Linked DNA regions of Lactuca sativa: region 1 is linked to region 2. A link is a contact called in public Hi-C data. All regions are on one chromosome and are shown on one strand. The core of a region is the stretch at or near the end of the contact, and the rest is flanking DNA. Distances in the headings are between cores, read along the strand shown. Region 1 holds the start of LOC111903112. Region 2 holds the start of LOC111903113 (heptahelical transmembrane protein 4).

Region 1 (4,896 bases), core at 2,297-4,796, 140 kb before region 2:
CATTTAGTTTGGAAAAGTTACATCTTTAAATAACAACTCAAGAAATAAAGAGTATTTCCCAAAATACAGTGTTTGGAAAAACTGGTTGAACACCTCTTGTATAAACATTAGCCCTTTTTTTAAAGATTTAAATTTTAAACCCTATCCAAACATCCGATTAATAATAAAAGTAGTTAAATTCTAATTATTATAGATGGAGATGAACAATATTACAGAAGATAGAGTTGAAACGGATTACAACAAGAGAAAGTCAAAGGAAAGTGTTGACTCAATTCCCAATCTCTGAAATACTGTTTAAAGCTGGTTTCCATTGTCCTCCACCACCGCCATGACTTTGATTTCCATTTCGTCTCCTACTATTATTCCTCTCCCCCTGCAATACATCAACTCATACTTATTTTACTTTTTCTTAATTCAATTATTTTATTTTATCTTTTTTTATATATTATAGGAGAGAGAAACATGGGTCTTCCTCTCCACTCATTAAATTTTTGGGTTTTATATAGAAATTTTTTTTAAGTAAATTACACGAATGGTCCTTATGGTTTGGAGTATTTTACGCACTTGGTCCCTAATTTAATTTTTTTTAACTCGGATGGTTCTTACTATTTGTTTTGTTACGCGTTTGGTCCCTACTGTTTGTATTTGTTACAAACGCTTGGTCCTATCTTACTTAAAGACTATTATTTAAACAGAGAAAAATGATAAGGTAGGTAAGGTGAGAGGTGAGAAGTGAGGTTGGAAATGTGTTTATTTAAATAAATTAAAAAAATCAAGGGTAAAATAGTCTTTTTAGATAAATCAGGGATCAAGCGCGTAACAAAAATAAATAGTAGAGACTTTCTGAGTTAAAAAAAATAAGTTAAGGACCAAACGTGCAAATTTCCTAAACCATAGGGACAATTCGTGTAATTTACTTGTAAAGCCTTAAATATTGTTTTGAATTTTAAATAGAAAAGTCTTCGATTAATTAATTTTAAACGATAATTTATTATTTTTTTTATTAAAATAAAAAGTATAAAATCATAAATATCCTAACAAAATGTTATTCTTTAAAAAATGAAAAAAAAAATTGAATGTTTTTTTTTGTTATAACTGTAAAAAAAAAATTACACCAAAAAATGACAGGAGAAAGAATTTTAAATAGAAAGGAGCCAATTATTGCAAAAACCGATGATCAATTTTGGAAAATAGAAACTTCTGTTTTTTTTTTTTTTTCTAAATATACATAATATAAGCAATACTAGTTATAAAATATGTTCAATATCATAGTTTAGTAATTTAAAGAGAATTATTTACTTATTTATACATAATCATATTAGTTTTAAAGGGTGGCAATATTAGTACAGCAAAATTATGCCATGACAGCAAGAACAAGCACATGGTTTAGTAAAAATAAAAATATAATAAAAAAAAAAGGAGTAGTTGTAAATCTAGTTATTAACCAATTAATTAAAGTCATTTAACTTAAAGAAAATTAGTAAATTACACTTTTTGTCCTTGTATATTGTTGATTTTTCCAATTTTAGTTTCAAAAAAATTTATCTTGCAATTTGGATCATTATTTGAATTTTCTATAACGTTTTTGGTCTATGGTTGAACAAAATGACTATTCTTTTTGGATTAAATTCTTTTTTTTTTTTTTAAATCAGTTATATTTAAAAGAACCTTTTTTTCAATTAAATTACAAAACTCATTTATATTCGAGGAACAAAAGTATAAATTACTCTTTAATTTTATCAGTGACTCCTGTTTTTTATTCTGCCTTTTCAGCTCAGCACTCCAGTTTTTTTTATTAAGAAACTGAGGATGACGTGTTAACAGCTTATTTTTATTATTTTATTCATTAAAAAAAAGATTCATTGAAAAAACCAAAATCAAATTGAGTTGACAAGTTTAGTTTGGTTTTTAAGCAACGGAGTTTAGTTTTGGTTTATCATTTCGAAATATTATATAGAACAAAAACAATAAACTACTCAATAATTATTATTTTTTTATTATAAATCGAATAATAATTCAAAATTGTGACAAATCCTAGTGAACCCAATAATGGCTATTCTATCTATCTAATGAATTATGTTTTTTTCGAAATGTTATGTTAAAAAGACATTTGATTATCAAAGTAGATATTTTAAATAAAAAAATGTAAGCAAAAAAATCTGTTGAAACTTGAAAATCGTAAATTTTGACGCATGAATTTGGCAATAAATCAGAAAGTAATAAATGGAAAATGAACTAAAAAAATCTTTTTTAACGACTTGATCTTATACAAAACTTTCGAAGGATGACGTTGTTTTCATGGGTATTTAAAGGAAAAAGTGTAGGTAGTGTTAATGGAAGCGAGGGATCGTTTGAAGAGTTTGTAAATTTGGAAAGATTCATTGGCCCTTTACAGAATCAAAAGGACATGGACCACACAGATACGAATGTCACAAATCTCAATATCATTGGGCCCAGAAAGGTAACAACTCGCAGTTTTCATCATGAAACTAACACAAATTCGACGTGTAAATGATATGATTTGAAGATCGATTGATTGATTACCTTGACGGAATTGGTAATCGGCACCGGAGAAATAGTATCGGCGTTGTCCTTCTTCTTCCCTGGCTCAATCACTCCTCTTTCCATCAATAACTTCCCCAGTTTCATGCATTTTTTAGCTGCAAATTCTTTCAATACATCTACAAAAATGGTGGAGACTTGTGAATTGATTTGAGAATGAAAGGGAATTTAGGTTAAATAACAGGTTAATGGTTACCTTCGTAGCTAATGAGTCGGTAAACTTGGCCGATAAGCAAAGTATCATCTGGCCGGAGAAGTTTGAGTTGCTTCACCGGCAATCCTTTATCCGATCTCACTACCGGCGACCTAAGGACTTGTGCGACGTAATGACGTGGATTCGAGTTCATGACTTCACGAGCACTGATCGACCAGTAAATCCTCTCGATTTTGTATCCAGGATGCACAATCACCACCGTCGCCGCCTCCGCCGCTTGACAATTCCCCATCAGATCCAGCTACTCACTCGCTTAATCAAAATCTGCCAATCAGAAATACAAATTTGATAAGGAACTTCTGTTTCTGTTATTCTGTATATGATGATTTATAAATGATCGAGAGAATATGAAGGATGCAGAGATATGATGAATATTTAGGGATGTACGTACGTACCTGTGAAAAAACTGTTGAAAATCTCTTCGTACAAAGCTTCAGGGAAGTAAATGGAGGAGATGTATACTGAGTTACTGACGAGTGACGAAGTATTCACATTGATCGATGAGTATTTGGAGTAAGATACGAGTTACGAGTGTGGAGATTTTAGATTCCAGTGGTGATGTGATTGACGAAGAAAGGAAAATAGGTAGTAGCTATGGGCTAGTATGGCAATGGCGGTCAACTAATTGAAATTCGGGAAAGCAAAATTTACTATTAACAGGAGTACGACTCTATTATCTTCATACATGTCTCGCTCATAATCTGCAACTCGATCTGTGCTCTCATCAATGGAGTTTAGGGTGATGTTAGTACGCAAATGGAGATGATGCTTGATGGAATGGAGATTGTTGTGGGGTTATGGAGGCTTATTAATTGTACTGCAGCAGTAATGGGCCGGGCCGGGCAGAATGGAGGGTTTTACTATTGGACCTGGTTAGAAAACCCGGTTTAGAAAATGGTTTTCAAAACTCAAAAAATAAAAAATTCGATTTTTATATAGTAAAAATATTTATTTTTCATCTAACTATTTTTTCAATTTGTTGTTGATATAAGGTTTTAGAGTCGTCTCAAGACATCTTTTTCTAGCATTTAGGACATTTTTGGGTTCAAAACATTGTTGCATCGTGGCAAAGTCGTGACTTTTGCTTATTGATCTATTTTTAATCAACCATGAAAATTTCTATAAATTATAACACTAAACTAAGTTCAGTAAAATACATAATACTGACAAAAACATAAGTTTTTTTTCAAAACAGTTTTGAACCGATTCTAACCGGTTTAGTGACTTCTTTATAAAGCATTTTGAAGGTTACCTAAAGAGAGACGATTCACTACTGCATCAAAATACTCAAAAAGCAGAGATATCACAAAAATACTCAAGAAGCATAGATATCCTACTGATGTATGTAGGTTTCATCGAAAGCAGACATGTAAATATGATTCTTCTCTTATTTGGAAGATCAAGTAAGTTGCTCTTACTGATAAAATAAGGATTGTAGGTTTTCAGTAGAGCTAGTGGAAACATAGTTAGTTGCCCACATCTAATATGCGACAAACACATTAGTTATATGTAGTTGGTGTTTCTTAAGTTATGCATAATGTCAACATGAGTTTTAGATACATACTATTGTGATAAGATTGGGAAATACAATGCTAGAATTAGAGTCTATGGTAGATAGACATAGATAGAATAAGCATGTTCGACATTGGGTTTCGGAAATAGTTCAAGATACATGATTTGAATTTTATAAATTCGCACCGATGTAAACGGCATGTGTGTACCACATCTGATAAGTTACATGATTCGATAGACCATTATTTTTCATCAGTCTACCACAAATGATATGTTATGTACTTGGTCTAATATTCAATATGGTTAAAGCGTTTTTATTGAATATTAATATATCTTGGTTTGGAGAGTGTTATTAAGTTCTGATATAAGTGATAACATTTAGTTTATGGAGATCAGATTAGTGAGATCAAGTAGAAAGTTGTGATATTAATGCAAACCTCAGTAAAGTTGAGATAGTTTTCGATGTTTCATTCGGTTGTTTTCTCATATAGTATGAAACAACATATAGAATGAAATCAATCTTAAGAAGAGAAATGTAACCATTCTAATAATATGTGTCAAAAGATACTTCATAACTTTCATATCTAGTTTTAGAAACCACTTGGAAG
Region 2 (5,082 bases), core at 130-2,629:
CATATGCCATTTTTATGTAATTTTACATATTTCAAACTCTTCGAGCTACTTGCGTTGAACACTCTTATATAAATAAATGGGAAAATCTTCAGAAAATTCATAATATTTTAGCATAATTTATGAAAAAGTCTCAAACTAAAATTTGCTTAAGAAAAAGCATGAATTACCGGTAAAAATGACGATTTGACTCTTTTGTCCTGGTTTCCCGGTTTCATTACCTGTTTGACTCCATTAAAATCTCATTATTTTACCATAATTTACGAATAAGTCTCAAACTAAAATTAGGTGATGAGTTGACCATCTTCTCAGTGTAACATAACATTTTACCAGTTTCATTGCTGACCTAGATGCCTAGTCATTAAATGAGCTGATAAGATTGATATGACGGGTTATATAATGCTATGTTTATCGTAAAATTTGATATCAATCTCATCAGATCATTTATGATTATGTATCTATATCAGTAATAAAATCGGTAAAATGTATGTTTCTAGGAAAAATGGCTTGAAATGAACTGATAAAATGAATATACTGAGTTATATAAGATTAGATAGACAATTTGAAATTTCTTATAAAATTTAAACTGACGAAGTTGTTTCTAGTTTATGTAATTAATAATTATTGCAGTCTTCGTCGGAAGTATCATATATTCCAAAAATTATATAATACATCATGATATTAAGTTTTACAGTAGACATAATATTATATAACCCAACATATCCATCCATCAGCTTATTTAATAACTAGACGTCAAAGTCAACAATGAAAACGATAATAGGAAGAAAAATGTCAAATTATCACTTGATTTTAGTTTGTAACTTATTCGTAAATTATGATAAAATCATAAGACTTTAATAGAACCGTGTAAGTAATGAAACCGATAAACCGGAAAAATGGGTCAAATCGTTATTTTTATCGGTAATTCATGTTTCTTCATAAACAAATTTTATTTTGTGACTTTTCTATAAATTAGACTAAAATATTAGAACTTTTCTAAAGATTTTCTTAAATAAAACTTATAAATCTTGTAGCTATTTGGTTCCACTATTTTTTTCGAATATACCTATAAACTTGTTGTCTAGTTGCATAACTTTTAAAAGATAGTATTTAATTTAACTAGAACGAAAAATAAAGATCACGGGTTTAATTAATAAAAAAGTTGGTGTGAAAAATGACATTTCTCAATGTCATTTTTGAGACACACGTCTCTGTAATGTTTGAACATGGAAGGTGATTACAAAATTCAAGAAAATGTCAACATTCTCAAGCAAAAACCAAGAAATAAATATATTTTTTAAAATCAAGAGAAAATATAAAAAAATCAAACGGAATAATCGAGGCATCTCCGCATATCTTTTCTGTATAAATCTTTCTTTTATATATTTCCTTCCAAAAAAACTAGGGCACCATTGCATTACGTCGACACCCCATGTTCATGGTCCACATTTGAAGCATTTCTTGCTTCAATTTTTTTTTTTTAATCCGATTTCATTTTGGCGGTTGATAGATTTTTTATTCATTTCCGATTTCCTTGAATTCATAATCAAATTTCCTTGTTCAATCCGTCTGCAAATATTCTCTGCTCATTACCCCACCAACAAAATCTCCAAACAACGCAATTACACTCAATCTTGACTCAACGAGCTGATTTTTATACCAAAATCACAAACATTCATGTTCTATTGAAGATTTCTCCATCTGGGTTTTTTCCAATTGCAGGTAATTTCGATTAATTACCCGATTTAGCATCTTTGCGTGTACGTATACGTAACTATCATCTTCTCAATTAAAGGCTTTCTATCTTGATTCTTCCCTTTGAACATTCAATTAAAAGTTGCTGTAATTCGAATTTGAGGCAGCGAGTTACGTAATTCAATTTGGATGTGTTTATACTAATTCATAACGATTGATTGTTTGATAGAAAATGGGCAAAAGGGGTGGCGCTGAATCGAGTGACAACAAGCAAAGAGTTGATGTATCAATAACGAAAGAACAAGGAAAGGGGAAGAAATTATGGAAGAAGATGAAGTATCAGCTGGTTGAATACCACTCGTTGCCTGCGTATATGAAAGATAATGAATTCATATTAGGCCATTATCGTGCTGAATGGCCTCTCAAGCAGATTTTCTTGAGCATCTTCACCCTTCACAACGAAACCCTTAACGTTTGGACGTAAGAACATTCAATACCCTTTCTTCAATTTCAATTCCTTTAAACAATCTTTTGATAAATTCAATTCCTTATATGCTGTTGTTGTTGTTGCAGACATTTGATTGGGTTCTTCCTGTTCCTAACCCTAACAATTTATAGTGCGAAAATGATCCCAAATGTAGTCGATATCCCAACCCTAAAACATTTCCCAGATGTATTGAGAAAAACCGATCTTTATAAACTTCGTGAAGACCTTTTAACTTGTATTCCTTCAATGCCCAATATGCCCGATTTGCAGAAACTCCGAGATGAAATCAAGACTTCATTTCATGCATCATCGGACCTCCTGCCATTAATGTCAAATTGGCATATTGTCGAACTTCTTACAAATTGTTTGCCTGAGCGATTCTCACATAGCAACCACACCGATATTTGTGTTCTTGTAAGTCTATCTTATCTTTCTTTTTGTCTCAATTTTGCTTTACAAATGCTCGTTATGTAATAAGCAAAGTTGGTATTAGAGTCTTGAATAGTCGGAATATGGGATTCCAATGTGAGTTTCAATTCCAATTCCGATGTGAATTGGATTCCATATCCTTTTTTTTGCAACAATTTGGGTGCAAAGTTGCTGTAATCGAATACCATTTCATATACCAAAATGGTGTTTTGGTGAATAGTGTAACAATAAAATTACATTAACTTAGAATTATATAAACTCAAATTTGAAACAATTAAAATAAACTAGATATTTATAAAACTCGAACTTGAAGGACCACAAATGTCACATGAAACTTTCACACCAAATTTGGTGTAGAGAATGATGTTGTGTTGGAGATGATGTTGTACTATTCATTTACACCAAATTTGGTATTAAAGTTTCCTTTGCACACATTGATATTTGAGCTTTAAATTTTATGTATTATTAGTTTATTATTTGTATAATGATTGTTACTTGATATTAGTTTAAGATACATATTAAAATTAATTTGTATGTTTCAAATTTACTTAAAAACTAACACTTCAAAATAATCTAAAACACATTACATATCAAAATAGAACACATAAGTGACATATTAAAATATTAGTAATCTAATAAAAACTAACAATCAACATATATATTACAATTACAATACTAGTAATATACTTTTATATAGAGCAAGAAATTGTGCAATAAGCCGAAATGAATCACTATTTTCACCAACTATTATACCATTTTAATGCATTAAATGGTGCAATCACAAGAGTTTCAATTCCAATGTGAATTGTTCTTCTGAACATTAGACTCTTATGCCTGTCACCATGTATCTGATTTACATCTCACATCAGTCTTCTTGGGTTACATAGACAGTGTGAGCCAGCTCAGGGTTTGTTGAAAGAATAACTGTGACAAAAACAGTTAAATCATAATAACGAAAATATTTTCTTGAATCTTTCCCGATTTTTTTGTAGCAAAGCATGAAAGAAGATGTAGCAAACATAATCGCGCCATTAATTACACGACCAATCACAAAATGGCCATTCTTCGCATTCTTAGGCGGAGCAATGTTTTGCCTCCTATCAAGCAGTCTGTGCCACCTCCTCTGCTGCCACTCAAAACGTCTCTCCTACATCATGCTCCGCCTTGACTACGCCGGCATCGCCGCCCTAATCTCCACCTCATTCTACCCGCCCGTCTACTACGCATTCATGTGCCACCCTTTCTTCTGCAATCTCTACCTAGGGTTCATAACCCTTTTAGGAATCGCAACAATCATGGTATCCCTCCTACCCGTATTTGATCGACCCGAGTATCGAAACATCCGTACGGGCCTTTTTCTTGGAATGGGGTTATCGGGTGCGGGCCCCATTTTTCATAAACTTGTTTGGTTTTGGAATCAACCGGAAGCAGTGTATACGACTGGATATGAGATCTTGATGGGGACATTTTATGGGATTGGGAGTTTGCTTTATGCAACGAGGATACCCGAAAGATGGATGCCCGGGAAATTTGATATTGTGGGGAATAGTCATAATTTGTTTCATGTGTTGGTGGTGGCCGGAGCTTATACGCATTATAGGGCGGGGTTGGTGTATTTGAGGTGGAGGGATATGGAAGGGTGTTGATGGGGAAGAAGAGGGAGGTGGAATAAGTATGTGTAGTTGTGATATTGTTGTATAGTTTAGGAAGATGTGGAGGTCTTATAAAAAATATTCATCATGATGATGAATATGTGATGTTGTTACATATATGATATATCCAATCCATGAATATGTGATGTTATTACATATATGATGTATCCAATCCGTTTGTAGTTGGGACTTTGTTATATCACAAACACCATATTTTCTACTTTGGGCTTTATAAACAATAACAAGCTTTGTTATGCACTTATGATAGTGAAAGTGGTTTCTAATATTTGGTTTGAAGAATACTTTTAAAAAGTTTGTTATGCACTTATGCTAGTGAAAATAGTTCCTAATATTTGGTTTGAAGAATACTTTTTTGAAAGGAACGGAATATGTAGAAAGAATTGAAATCCAAATCCGAATGAATTAGATTTTATAGGAATTAAAATCAATTATATGATTGGTTGACGTGAAACACATTTTATAGGAATTAAAATCAGTTATGTGTTTGTTGACATGGAACATAATGAAATTATTTCTTGTTTTTTGTTTGGTTTACAAATACGTCTAAACAATTCGAAAACGAATTATGTAAAAATATAAAAAAAGAAAAATACTATTTATTATTTTCTATAATATTTATGTATGTCTATAAATTGTTATTACATACATTATTCGAGGAATAGTTCTATTACTATTTTGATTTGTGTTATAAGACAGAGTCCTAAAGAGTATTTGGTTCTTTAGTAAGTGTTGAAACTTGTAAATGTAATAAAATTGGTTCAACACATAACCATGACTATGTCTTTTAACTTTAATCCCTAA

Evidence for each region. A called contact is a pair of places that touch in the nucleus more often than the background predicts.
Region 1: a Hi-C map of leaf shows a contact between it and region 2, with 4 times the contacts expected there. The contact joins the promoter of LOC111903112 here to the promoter of LOC111903113 in region 2. A contact is called at or near these places in 2 of 4 Hi-C or Micro-C datasets (both in leaf).

Annotation. Positions count from the first base shown.
Region 1 is chr3:133,115,429-133,120,324 of Lsat_Salinas_v11, reverse strand. It overlaps LOC111903112, which reads right to left and starts at 3,546. Exons shown (of 4, transcript XM_023898900.2): 1 at 3,172-3,546; 2 at 2,759-3,040; 3 at 2,545-2,681; 4 at 171-373. The coding sequence starts at 3,008. The coding sequence ends at 269.
Region 2 is chr3:132,974,591-132,979,672 of Lsat_Salinas_v11, reverse strand. LOC111903113 (heptahelical transmembrane protein 4) reads left to right here and starts at 1,379. Exons shown (of 4, transcript XM_023898901.3): 1 at 1,379-1,719; 2 at 1,922-2,172; 3 at 2,266-2,593; 4 at 3,601-4,480. The coding sequence starts at 1,925. The coding sequence ends at 4,254.